Linked DNA regions of Mus musculus: region 2 is linked to region 1. The links are chromatin contacts, called in public HiChIP or PLAC-seq maps. All regions are on one chromosome and are shown on one strand. The core of a region is the stretch at or near the end of the contact, and the rest is flanking DNA. Distances in the headings are between cores, read along the strand shown. Region 1 overlaps Sufu (SUFU negative regulator of hedgehog signaling). Region 2 holds the start of Wbp1l (WW domain binding protein 1 like).

What was found. HiChIP or PLAC-seq counts read pairs in DNA pulled down with a chosen protein or histone mark.
Region 2: an HNF4G HiChIP or PLAC-seq map of pancreatic cancer cells shows a contact between it and region 1. The contact joins the promoter of Wbp1l here to the enhancer-like site in region 1. A contact is called at or near these places in 4 of 39 promoter capture datasets (hematopoietic stem and progenitor cells, hippocampal neurons, neutrophils and 1 more), 2 of 115 datasets of contacts at active chromatin or transcription factors (embryonic stem cells and pancreatic cancer cells) and 2 of 9 other capture datasets (adipose tissue and pancreatic islet).

The regions. Positions count from the first base shown.
Region 1 is chr19:46,482,370-46,487,943 of GRCm38.p6, forward strand. It overlaps Sufu (SUFU negative regulator of hedgehog signaling), which reads left to right. Exons shown (of 12, transcript NM_001025391.2): 11 at 1,231-1,299; 12 at 3,486-5,574. The coding sequence ends at 3,575. Among named protein-coding and RNA genes, the nearest start is that of Trim8, 16 kb to the right of the region's middle. Within about 2 kb of position 2,367, at least 152 of the 459 cell types and tissues checked have an H3K27ac peak or open chromatin away from gene starts, as enhancers often do. A contact at or near this core is called in adipose tissue, hippocampal neurons and pancreatic cancer cells, where this site is marked.
Region 2 is chr19:46,596,189-46,601,762 of GRCm38.p6, forward strand. Wbp1l (WW domain binding protein 1 like) reads left to right here and starts at 2,918. Exons shown (of 5, transcript NM_001177812.1): 1 at 2,918-3,105. The coding sequence starts at 3,016. Sfxn2 (sideroflexin 2) reads left to right here. Exons shown (of 12, transcript NM_053196.3): 12 at 1-713.

The DNA of each region.
Region 1 (5,574 bases), core at 1,117-3,616:
ATAACCTCTCTGTGCCTCAGTTTACCCATCCGGAAAGAGACTGAAAGGGATAAGGTGCAAGCAGTCAGCGTGGTGTCTGCTCTTGGCTTCCTTGCATCCCTCTATTTTGCCCATCTTGCTTTGCCCCTCTTTGCTCTGTTTCCTTCCTTTTTCCTTTGCTGCCTCACTTTACCTCATGGAAACTTCTGCCCTCCTAGTGGAAACAACTCCCAAGTGAAATTTAATGGGTATTTTCTCAAGTTTTTGATTTCGCCAGCTTCTGAAAGGGAAGGTTTCTCTGAGAGGAACCCTTCACTTTCGTTTGCACCCTCTACATACGGCTCAGGTGGACAAGGGCAGCGAGGACCGAGAAGCACGAGAAAGCTTGCTTAGGGCATAAGGATGAGGTTACTCCAGCCAAGTGGTGGGGCTAGTTGGCTTGGACACCAAAGCTTGTGGGTAACAGGCACCAGAATAAAGCAGTGAAGTGGGAAGGTAGGAGACACCCAGAGAAGAGGTATCCCAGAAGTCTAGACGTGCATAGCTGCTGACTGGGGCCTGCTGGGACAGCCCTGACAGATAATTCTATGGCTGCAGTGGGAACCTGAGAGACTGCTTGCCTCTGTGAGCAGCCAGGCAGGCTCTCATTCTCCAAGGCTTGGGTTTTTTGGTCTTTCTTGTCTGGCTGTGACCTGCTTCCCTGCCCCTAGTGGTAGAGATAGGATCCAGGGTTTGTCATCCACCATTGGGGTTCGTCTAGATCGCAGACAGGGCTTGTACTCCAAAGTCACACGGATTGTTTTGGCCCTGCGTGGTTGGGAAAAGGGGAACACGAGAGCTTGATGAGGCAAAGGAAGAGGGTGGCAGGAGCTCTCCCACGGCCGGCCTTTGGCTTCCCTGTTCTCTGTTGCCTCGAAACACACAGAGGCCAAACAGCCCAAAGCGGTGGGTTTCCGCCCACCTTCCGGCTCCCTTCCGAGGCCAGCGCTGTCCACCTTCCAGATGCCCTCCCTTCCTTCACTGCCTCACCCCCCCTCTCTGCCCTTCCCTAGCGGGGGGGAGGGGGTTGGGGCGAGAGTGCAGTCTTTTCTGGAAGCCTCGAGTTCGTCCCTCTGTCCCTAGAACTAATCCTTGGGCCATCCCTCCTCCACAGCTAAAAAAAACCCCCCTTGCTTTGCAGTTGGCAAAAAAGACTGTATATTAAAAAATAATAATAATAATTAAAACCCTGTCTTTTGCTTTCTTTCCCAGATTCTGTTGACAGAAGAGTTTGTAGAGAAGATGTTGGAGGACTTAGAAGATCTAACCTCTCCAGAGGAAGTGAGCCTATTTCATTTCTCACTGATAGAGGACTCCCGGGTGTGTGTGTGTGTGTGTGTGTGTGTGTGTGTGCGTGCGTGCACGTGCGCATGTGCGAGCGCTCACCCATCTGTGGACTGTTTTCAGAAGTACAGGCATAAATCTGGAGAGGAACCCCTGAGAAGGTTCAATGACTTTATTTTTCTTGGGCTTCATGGGTCAGCCCTGCCCAGCCCCCACCCTTGTGAGGACACCCAGCACCCTGAATCGCCAGCTCTTGGGAACCTCATTGAAGAAGTAGCCAGGGCCTGTGGGCTAGAGTTCTCCCCAGCCCCTGCTGTTCCCTGGCAGATTCTGAACAGAAAGCCCGTGCCTGCTGCCAGAGAACATTCCGCTGGGAGCTCTCGTGGGCAGGAGGGGACTCCTGCTCTTGCCTTGGGCCACCCAAGTGCCACGCTCCCTTCCCTCGCCAGCTCTAGCTTGCCTCCCTCAGCCTCTTCCTGGCTAGCTGAGAGCGTGGGGAGCTGGCAGGCCAGGTGGGGTGATTTCTCTCCTTGGCTCCTTCTCTGGAGTGCAGGAATGGAGTCTATAATCCCTTTTGTTTTTCTTCCTTGTTCCTGGCCTCCTCGTTTGCAGGGACTTACCTCATCTTGGAAAGTCCCTTCTCCTATAACCATCAGCGCCCAGGCAGCAGGCAGGCGGATCTTCCTGGCCCCCAGGATCCATGGGGTAGTGGGGTAAATAGCAAGCCTCCGAGGCCTGAGGGATCTTCTGGCCCACCCTCCCCTGCCTGTGGCAGAGATCACCCCCTTCCCTTCCATTGCCCTAATGTGCTCGGGGCAAAGTACCTCACCTCCCAGTTAGTTAGAAACTTCTCAGAGCCAGTCACCCCAATAGAGCCAAGCCTTCCCTCCCCCTGCCCCAGGGATCCAGCTTGATTCATTCATTCATTTGCATAGTCCAAGGTTATCAAGTACCCACTCTGTGCCAGCCAGTCACCCCTACAAGTCACTGCCTCAGAGGCCTAGCTCCCGGATTCAGTCAGGCCAAAGCCAGCTGCCCAGAAGTGCTTCCGGAGAGGTCTTGTCACACTGCAGTGGCGTTCTGCCAGGCTGCTGCTTTGAGCTTGGGTGTTGAGTGGGCGGGAAGAGGACAGTCCAGGCAGGAGAGACAGGAGCCAAGGGGAGCTTAGGAAAGTAGGTCACGAAAAATGACTTCTTCTGCCTCATTCCTGTCCAGAGGCCATCCCCACACCCTGCCCCAGTCTCCACTTTGTCCTGGGTCTACAGTCCCCCAAGAGAGAAAAGGCAGCCGGGAAGTGTCCGTTTGTCCACCTCCAGCCCAGCTTCAGGCAGGCCAGAACATGATTCTCTCCTCCTGTGCCTGGCTCTGACTTCCAGCCTAGCCCAGAGACAATGGGGCTTAAGAGCTCTGCAGGAACCCAAGTCAGGGAGGATCTATTGAGCACCCACTGTGTGCTGGGCTCCATACAAGGTTCTAGAATCCAGAAGGAACCAGAAGTCAGCTTCTCCTCCTCGCCAAAGACCCCAGGTGTGGGAAAGAAGCAAAATTACAAGACAGTCATTGATCCTAGTTTGGAAGGCCCTGGCTGTTATCTGGGGTCACTCTGAACAAAGAGCCCTGGGAAGCAGGGTGACAGGGAGCAGTGGGTGGTGACACGCAGACCACCTTCACCCTGAACTTCTCCCAGTGGGGTCACACTCCAAGTCTGATTTGGGGGCTGAACAGCTCTCCTTTCTTGTGGACCCTTTGACAAAACTACAGAGGACAGATTCTAGACTCAGAACTAGTCCATGGCGATGACAGACCTTTCCTGTAATATCTACACCCTGCTGGTCCCCTGTCCTCCAGCCCCAGGGCCCCAGGGAAGAGATTCCTTACATGTTTTGGGCTCAAGGCAGAACCAAGGAAAAGAGCAGGAGAGAGTCTATGCAAAGAGCCTAAGCATGCCTCCTGCAGTCTGCTGAGGTACTGGCCGTGCAAGAGGAAAGGAGTGCCTAGACCAGACACATGCACTCGCGCACGCACACACACGCACACACAACCTGAGGCTAGCCTTTGAGAGGTCTCCAGTCACCTGTCTTGTCCCCAGCAGCCTAGGGACAGGGTGTCCCGCGTGCTGCCTCTCTGGACACTCTTAGGAGGCAGCTGACCCACCACTCTGCCTGTTCTTGTTCTCTTCACAGTTTAAACTTCCCAAAGAGTACAGCTGGCCTGAGAAGAAACTCAAAGTGTCCATTCTCCCCGACGTGGTGTTCGACAGTCCACTGCACTAGCCTGGGCTGTGCCCTGCAGGGGCCAAGAGGAGCCCAGCTGCTCCTGGTGACTTCCAGTGTGACAGCTTGTAAAGGAGACACCCATGAATAAAAGGGCAAGTGTGGGGATGACTGCAGAGTGCCACACCCATCCCAGGCCCCACCCACCTCGGGCCCAGGGGCCTCACTCCTAGCAGCCCAGCCCGAGTGACCAGGCCCCTGTCCTACACGCCAGTGAGGGGGTGAGATGCACCTGAAAACCCTCCACACCGACCCGCTGCTGCCACAGGTCTCACTGTTGTGCTCCTGGAACGGGACAGCCTTGCCAGACAGCCTGGTGGGTAGAACATGCATGAGGACGCACTGCCTGGTCAACCCCAGCCAGCTTTCCCTCAGTCAGGCTGCTCCACCCTGCCGAATGATTGTTCTTTTTCTTGTGGAAACCGGATGGTATTTTTATTGCTCAGCAAAGATGGTGCAGAAGCCATGTACATAGTGATTTTTAAATAGGACTCATTCCTACCTGAACTTTATTGTCCTTTAGACAAGGGTCTGGGGGCTCCCCCCCCCCCACAGATCCCACATGCCCTCTTCCTGAAAAGATGCTTGGTGCTGCCTGTCAGCTCTGGACCCTGGAGGAGGCTGGGGACAGCTGACATACTCCATGCAGCCCTGGGTAGAGATTGGCTGTGGCCTGGAAGGTGTGCTATTGCCTTCCAAGCGAAGTAAGTCTCTACAAGGCTCTGGGGACTTCAGGGACTCAAGGACACGTGGCCCTAGCTATGTCTTCCTAACCAGGTCTCCCAAGAAGAGGGTAAAGCCCACTGCCTCCCCATCCTCCTGCTCAGGGCCCCCAGCTCTTTGGTCCCCCTCCCTTGGAGTCCCAGCCCCTGGGCTGTCTAGCTTATGAAAAACTGAGAACCAACCTCTCTCTCCACAGCTCTCCCTTTGGTTTTGCTGACACTGCTCCCTGTGGCCCTTCCTCTTTCTCACATCCATTCTGTCCCCATCTCCCGTCGCTGTCTCTTCCTGTAGCCTGGCCCTCTTGTGGGTGCCATGCTGTCACCTCCAGGACTGCAGAGCTTCCTGCCTCCCAGGGAAGGCACCTTTGTGAGCTGCAGAGGAGAGAGCTCCCACTTCTGACCTGGAACTGGCAAGTGCCTTTCCTGCATTCTTGCCTGCCTGCCTCTAGGTCAATGGTCTTTGTTCATTCTTTAGATTCAAATGTCTCCAAAGGAAAGATATGTTGTCTGGCAGGAACCTTAAAAGAGCTCCTCTGCTCTGCCTGCCTCCACTGCCTACAACGGGTGCCTCCAGGGGCCTTGAGAACTCTGGCTGGGGTCGCAAAGAAGCAGAAATTGGCCTTTGAAGGAATGGCTCGATCTGGCCTCATCTGCATATCCTAGGTCTAAGCTCACCTAGCACTTAGAGGCAGACCCTTCAGGAGCATCCGAGAGGCTGGCTGCAGACCCAGCCAGCCAGATAGAAAGCCTGTCTGGAGCAGACACCACACTGCCCTGGGAACTTTCCACAAGGACATCTCCAGCCATACTCTTGTCTTCTGAAAGTTTATGGGCCACGAGATGCTATCAGCCTTGCCTCTGTTCCTTGCCATCACCAGTGTTGTAACAGCCCCCCCCTCCCTAATTCTCTCCGGTGGTGACCCGGCTCAGGGCCCCTCTGCATTCTCCCCTATCTCAATTTGTCTGGCCTGGGGGCAGGAATGCATGCTCTGAGCACCACATCACAGAGTTAGTGTTGGTATGTTAGTACATGAGAGTCCTGGTCAACAACCTGCCCTCCATCTACAAGGTCTTTGCAGACTGGTGGTTACCACCACCTGCTTGGGTGGCTCCATTCTTGGGGAGCAGGGAATGGCAGGTAAGCTCTAGATGTTCACAGGCCCAGAGGTCTTTCCTGCTTCCACCCTGTCAGGAACCTCAGGAATGTCTAAACTCCTGCTGGGACCAGACCCTGTCATTCCTGTGCAATGGCTCTAGGAGAGTGGCTAAACTCAGCC
Region 2 (5,574 bases), core at 1,668-4,167, 110 kb after region 1:
AAAACCCATGGACAAATAGTTCCTTTCCTTGGCCCATTAGGTCTCATACCAAAGAGGGCTGGGACACCTCTGAGTGGGAATTCACCAGGACTACAGCCTTAAAAACATGTAGGAGAGATGCAGGGCAGCACCTTTAATCCTGTACCCTCTGGGCAGAGGCAGGCGGATCTCTGAGATCGAGGCCAGCCTGGTCTACAGAGTGAGTTCCTGGCCAGCCAGGACTACACAGAGAAACCCTGTCTTGAAAAGACAAGGAAAATGAAAGTGTAGGGCAAACCACCATTTTACGGAGGTTATGTGGGGCATCAAGCTCTGCGCCTTGGAAAAATGACTATTCTGTCTTAATATCATGTCCAAATCCACTTCTGGGACCTTTAGCTGAGAGGTCTCTTCTCTCATTGCCTTCTCTGTTTTACAAGTCAAGTCCCTCACTGTGAGTGGGATGATTTCCTGCTGCCTTCCTTCCCTCTGCCTGTTAGGTCACATACCAAAGATTGCTGAGTGCTGGTGGGATGTGGAGCCTCACTTGGACACCTCAGACAGGAAGTCCACCAGGGCCAACAAGCCTAAGGAGGGCACAAAGGGCCACTTTAGTTCCCTGGGGGACTGGCTTACCTGGGGTCAGTGTGTAATGAGTTTTGTCTGGCAAGATTTGCTGATTCTGTTCAAACGCACCATTATGAATTGAATAAACTATTTGAAAGAACATGAAACACTGTCTGCAAACTAAGCTACTAACCCCTGATGGAAAGCAGGTTCTATGGTCTGACTTTGGCCTTGGCATGCCAGAGGATGTCACAACTGTAAGGGAACCTGTCTGATTTCCTTAATAATGGAGAAGAACCCACCGACCCTTGTCGGTGCTCCACAGGTCTCCCGGCGTAGATTATACATTGTCTTAGGGCTGGAATTGGCGAGCCATACATAGTCAAATCTGCCTGCTCTCTGGGTTTGTTTGTTTGGTTTTTTTCTTTTTTGTGCACTTAGGAACAAAAATTTATTTTTACGTTTCTTAATGGGCTATTAAAAGAAAACCTAGAATATGTGATAGAAGCTGTGCATGTGTCCCGTAGACTTTTAACACGCCTCCCCTATCCCGCAACTGTGACTTTTAGAAATAGATACTAGGCCTATGGGACATGCCATCAATCCCAGCACTTTGGAAGCAGAGGCAGCTGGATCTTCATGAGTCTGAGTCTACCCTGCTCTACATAGTATATTCCAGCCCTGCCTCAAAGGGGGAAAATGTGCACTATGGTCATCCGAAGATGTTGTGAAAACAGGTGGAAAGGCTCATCCCAGCTTCCGGTTCTGTAGGTCTGAGATGGAGCCCGAGGATATAACGCTGCCAGCATTCATCTGACACCACACAGTTGTACCAAAGGACTTCGAGTGCCGAGATCCCAGCTGTGATTTAACCCCACACCCACTTAGACAGTAAAATGGAACTCAGACAGCATGAAATTGGTATTTTCCTTTCGATGAAGCTCAGGCTATGCAGTCGTGAGTGCTGAGATTACAGCTATGCACCTCCACACCTAGCCAAATCCAGCCCTTTAAATTGTATGGTTTAGTAACGTTCAGTCCAGTCACAAAGTGCTACAGTTGTCACTACTGTAATCCAGAACACTTTCACTGTCCCTCCTAGAAAGCCAAGGTCGGTTCGGCAGCAGCCACACCCCCACCCGCTGCCAAACCCTTATCCATTTAGTTGAGTTGGCCTGTAAGGTGTTGAACAGCAGTTATAATGAGCAGGAGGGCTTTGCATGGGAACTACTAACACAACTTTGAGGACAGCCTGAGTTACCTAGTTTCTGGCTTGTATGGACAACAGGAAGAGACCCTACATCAAAAACTAGCCAAGTACATCCTGTAACTAATTGAAGTGTAATTTTTTCTTTCTTTTTCCCTCTCTTCCTCCCTCTATCTCTTCCCTTTCTCTGTTCCTTATGGCCCATACCAGGGTCTGAACTCAGGGCCTTGCCCATGCAAGCCATTTACCACAGAGTGATACATCCTCCTGCCCTGTTGGACAAGAATTCTCAAATTGAAGCAGCTACATGGTGATGTGTGGGTTTGTGTGGACTAGTATTGTCCTTGCGGTGTGTGGAGGGGCAAAGGGAAGCCATTTTCATTTAGCCGGAAGATAACATGGATGAAGCAATGATTGGTGGGTCTCAGAGCTATTTCTGAGTAGGGTCTGAAGAGTTTTGTCCTTGAAACTTGGGGGTAGCAGAGCACTATCGCTAAGAGAGGTGCTATTTAATAGGGGACTCAAATGACTCAAAGCTGCTGCTTGGGTAGTGAGCTTGGAAAAAGGATCCTGATAATAGGGCTTCCTGTAATTTAATACAAAAAGCACCAAAGGCTTATAGACTGCAGTTGGAAGCACGCTTTAGAATCATTATATCTCACTACTTTTTTTTCTTTCTTTCTTTTACCTCTACTTATTTTAATACAAAAAGCACCAAAGGCTTATAGACTGCAGTTGGAAGCACGCTTTAGAATCATTATACCTCACCACTTTTTTTTTTCTTTCTTTCTTTTACCTCCACTTAACTGTGGGAACATAACATTTCCGCCACACTCAAAATGACTGAAATACTGTAAACCTTTTCAATGCATCCGGGTGGTCGTGTCCCTAGCTCCTGTTACTTCCGCCACTCTCTGCGGGGCGGGGCGCTCTGCACTTTTCTGCACCTCGCAGCATTCAAGATGGCCCAGCTTCCTCCCACTTTTCATTGGCCAAATCACCTAGCACGAGGGTGGCTGGGACTGGTATTTGACTCACAGTTCTTTTGACCAATGGACAGAAAGTAGGAGCCAATGAGGCGCGGGAGCTGGAGACCCTCCCCTGCATCTGGGCGGGCCCTTTGCCTGGGGCGGGGTGGAGCCGAGCCGGAAGCGGGAGGGCAGAGCGAAACAGGAAAAGAAGGGAAGGAGGAAGCAGAGGGAAGAAGAGAGGGAGGAGGAGGGGTGGCGGCGCCGTGGCGGAGGAGCAGGAGCAGGAGGGGGATGGAGAGGAGAAGGCTCCTGGGTGGCATGGCGCTCCTGCTCCTCCAGGCGCTGCCCAGCCCCCTGTCAGTGAGGGCTGAGCCCCCGCAGGTAAGGGGAGGGCTTCTGGGCTAGCTTGGGGGTCTGGGGCGGTCGAGGCCTGGTTGGAGGGGGGTCTCAAAGAGGTTTGTTTGCAAGGAGTTGAGTGTTTTCGGGAGGGAAGCCCATGGCTAAGGTGGACCAGGTGAAGGGTGGGGGTGTTGATGTTTAGCTGAGGGACACCTGTGACGAGTTGGATGTCAAGAAGGTGGCAGAGGCAATGGTGCCAGGCGACTTGAGGGTCCTTTGAGAGGGTAGTTATGGTAGGTGCTCTGGAGGACTCTTCGCGGAGATCGCCGCACACTGGCGCCCGTGGGCCCTATTTCTGCTCCGCAGTAGAGTCCGGAGCCAGAGACTGTGTGCACACCAGTGTGTGCTGGGATCCCAGGTTACTGCACTGGCCCCAGAGGGAGGAGGGCTCAGCATGGTATTTATTTCAGGCTGGACAAAGGAAAAGTTCTGAGGGCATCCTGACTCTTATTTTTAATGCTGTAAGGCATAGTACGTTGGTGGGCTGTTGCTGGAGGTAAGGTTCTTGGGAGATAGTAGGGATGAAGTAGTAACCCCTCAGGAGGAGGGGCACATTTGAGTGTGAGAAAACCGTGCTGTTAGGCTAGCTGTCCTGGGAAGAAGTCACTAGTGCTGATCCGAGCGAGCCAGCTCAGGGCTTTTGAGCAGAGGGTGGTTCCGATGCCAATATCGGCAGCAAGTGGAGCACCCTAGCTTTTCTTGCTGGGTGGCTTGCTCTTCCTGAGTCCAGGGCCGAGATGCCTGCTTATGCTGATTCTAGCTTGGGCTGGCGTTTCGAAACCCTAATTGAAGCGTTACTCTTGGTGCCAGATTGGGTGGGGTGCTGTAGGGGGAATCACCCCTCCCCTGTTAAATCTGGCAAAGCTTCTATCGTTTCCTTTGGTTTCTCCCCTTTCTTCCCATCATTGTCTGTTTTCCACAGGCACAGGGACAGCCTGTGCAGCTTAGCACGTCACATCACGCTGAAGAGCAGAAATTGTTAGCAGAATTCTTACCTTTCCCCTTAGAGCTCAAGGGCAGCCCTTTCACATACGTATCTTATTTTTCTCCCGAATATCCTCTTCAAGAAACAAAACAAGAAAAACACCCAAAACCCCAAAATAATTGAGTTTTGTTTTGTTTGAGACAGGATCTTGCAATGTAGGTCAGGCAGGGCTTGAACTCTTGATCCTCTGCCGAGCTCTGTGATTTGATAAGATTTTTTTTTTTTCAAGTGAGCTGAAAGTCACAGAACAAAACCAACAGTTCTAAAGTGAATCACTGTGGCGCTCCATGGTTGTGCAACCACCACGGCTATCTACTTCCAAAACAGTTGAATCATCCCCAAGAATGATCCATATTAACCAGTTACTGCCTGTTTCCACCCCTCCCCCACCCCCAGCCCTGGCCCTTGGCGACACCCACTAGCCTGCATTGTGTCTCTGTGGGTTTACCTGTTCTGCACATCCCTGTGTAATGGAATGCTGTAGTATGTGGGGCGTCTTTCACGTTCCGTCATGTTTTCAAGGTTCACCCACATTGTGACCGAATAATAGTCCCCTTTATGTATATACTACAATGATTTGGCAGCTTATCTGTTGCTGTATCTTTTTTTTTTTTTTTTTAAGTCAGGGTTTCTCTGTGTAGCCCTGGCTGACCCAAAACTCACTTTGTAGACCAGGCTGGCCTCGAACTCAGAAATCCCCCTGCCTCTGCCTCCTGAGTGCTGGGATTAAAGGCGTGCACCACCACTGCCCGGCTCAGTTGCTGTATCTTAATGGGGCGGGGGCTGGGAGTGGGGATATGTTATCTGGGAGATAATCTGTGAATGATCGAGTTCGTTTTCTGATCTTTTCTTGTATTCCTCCCCAGGGATGAAGCCCTTCAGTTTTTGACTTTGTTTAGGTTCTTTGTTTTCTTAGTCAAAACCGTAAGCTGCCAGGAGAGATACATTTGTCTCCTTGAGAAGTTGCAGCTCTCAGGACTGGGAAAGTTAAGCGCAGGTAGTAGGTATCGATGGAATAGAATACAGAATAATGAAGTTGCTTTTTTCTATTTCTGTGGCTGTCTGAGGGCTGTTCCCTGTAGCCTTTGAATCGCCTTGTTAGGGGGCTTGATTTAGGAGTGTGGAGCCTTTGGAGGTGAGCTGGTTGTTCATAGGAACCAGGTCCACTTCTTGAAGGAAAAGCGTTGGCAAACGGTCCTGCAGTCTGGGGGCGGTGGTGGGGTCTTCAGTGCAAGGCTCTGCGTACAACTCATCAGTCTCGGGCTTGTTTTCTTACCGCAGTTCTGGCACTCGCAGTGCTTATTTTGGGGACAGGGTAGCTTTTGTACTTTGTTCCGTTTGGTTGGTTTGCTAGCACTGACCACTGCTGTTGTCTGGTTACATACAGTTCCTGCACAGAGGGAACGTTTCCGTTACGAGCTGCCTGCCCACTCCTCCCTGGCCTCTCCCGACGTCATCCCGATACC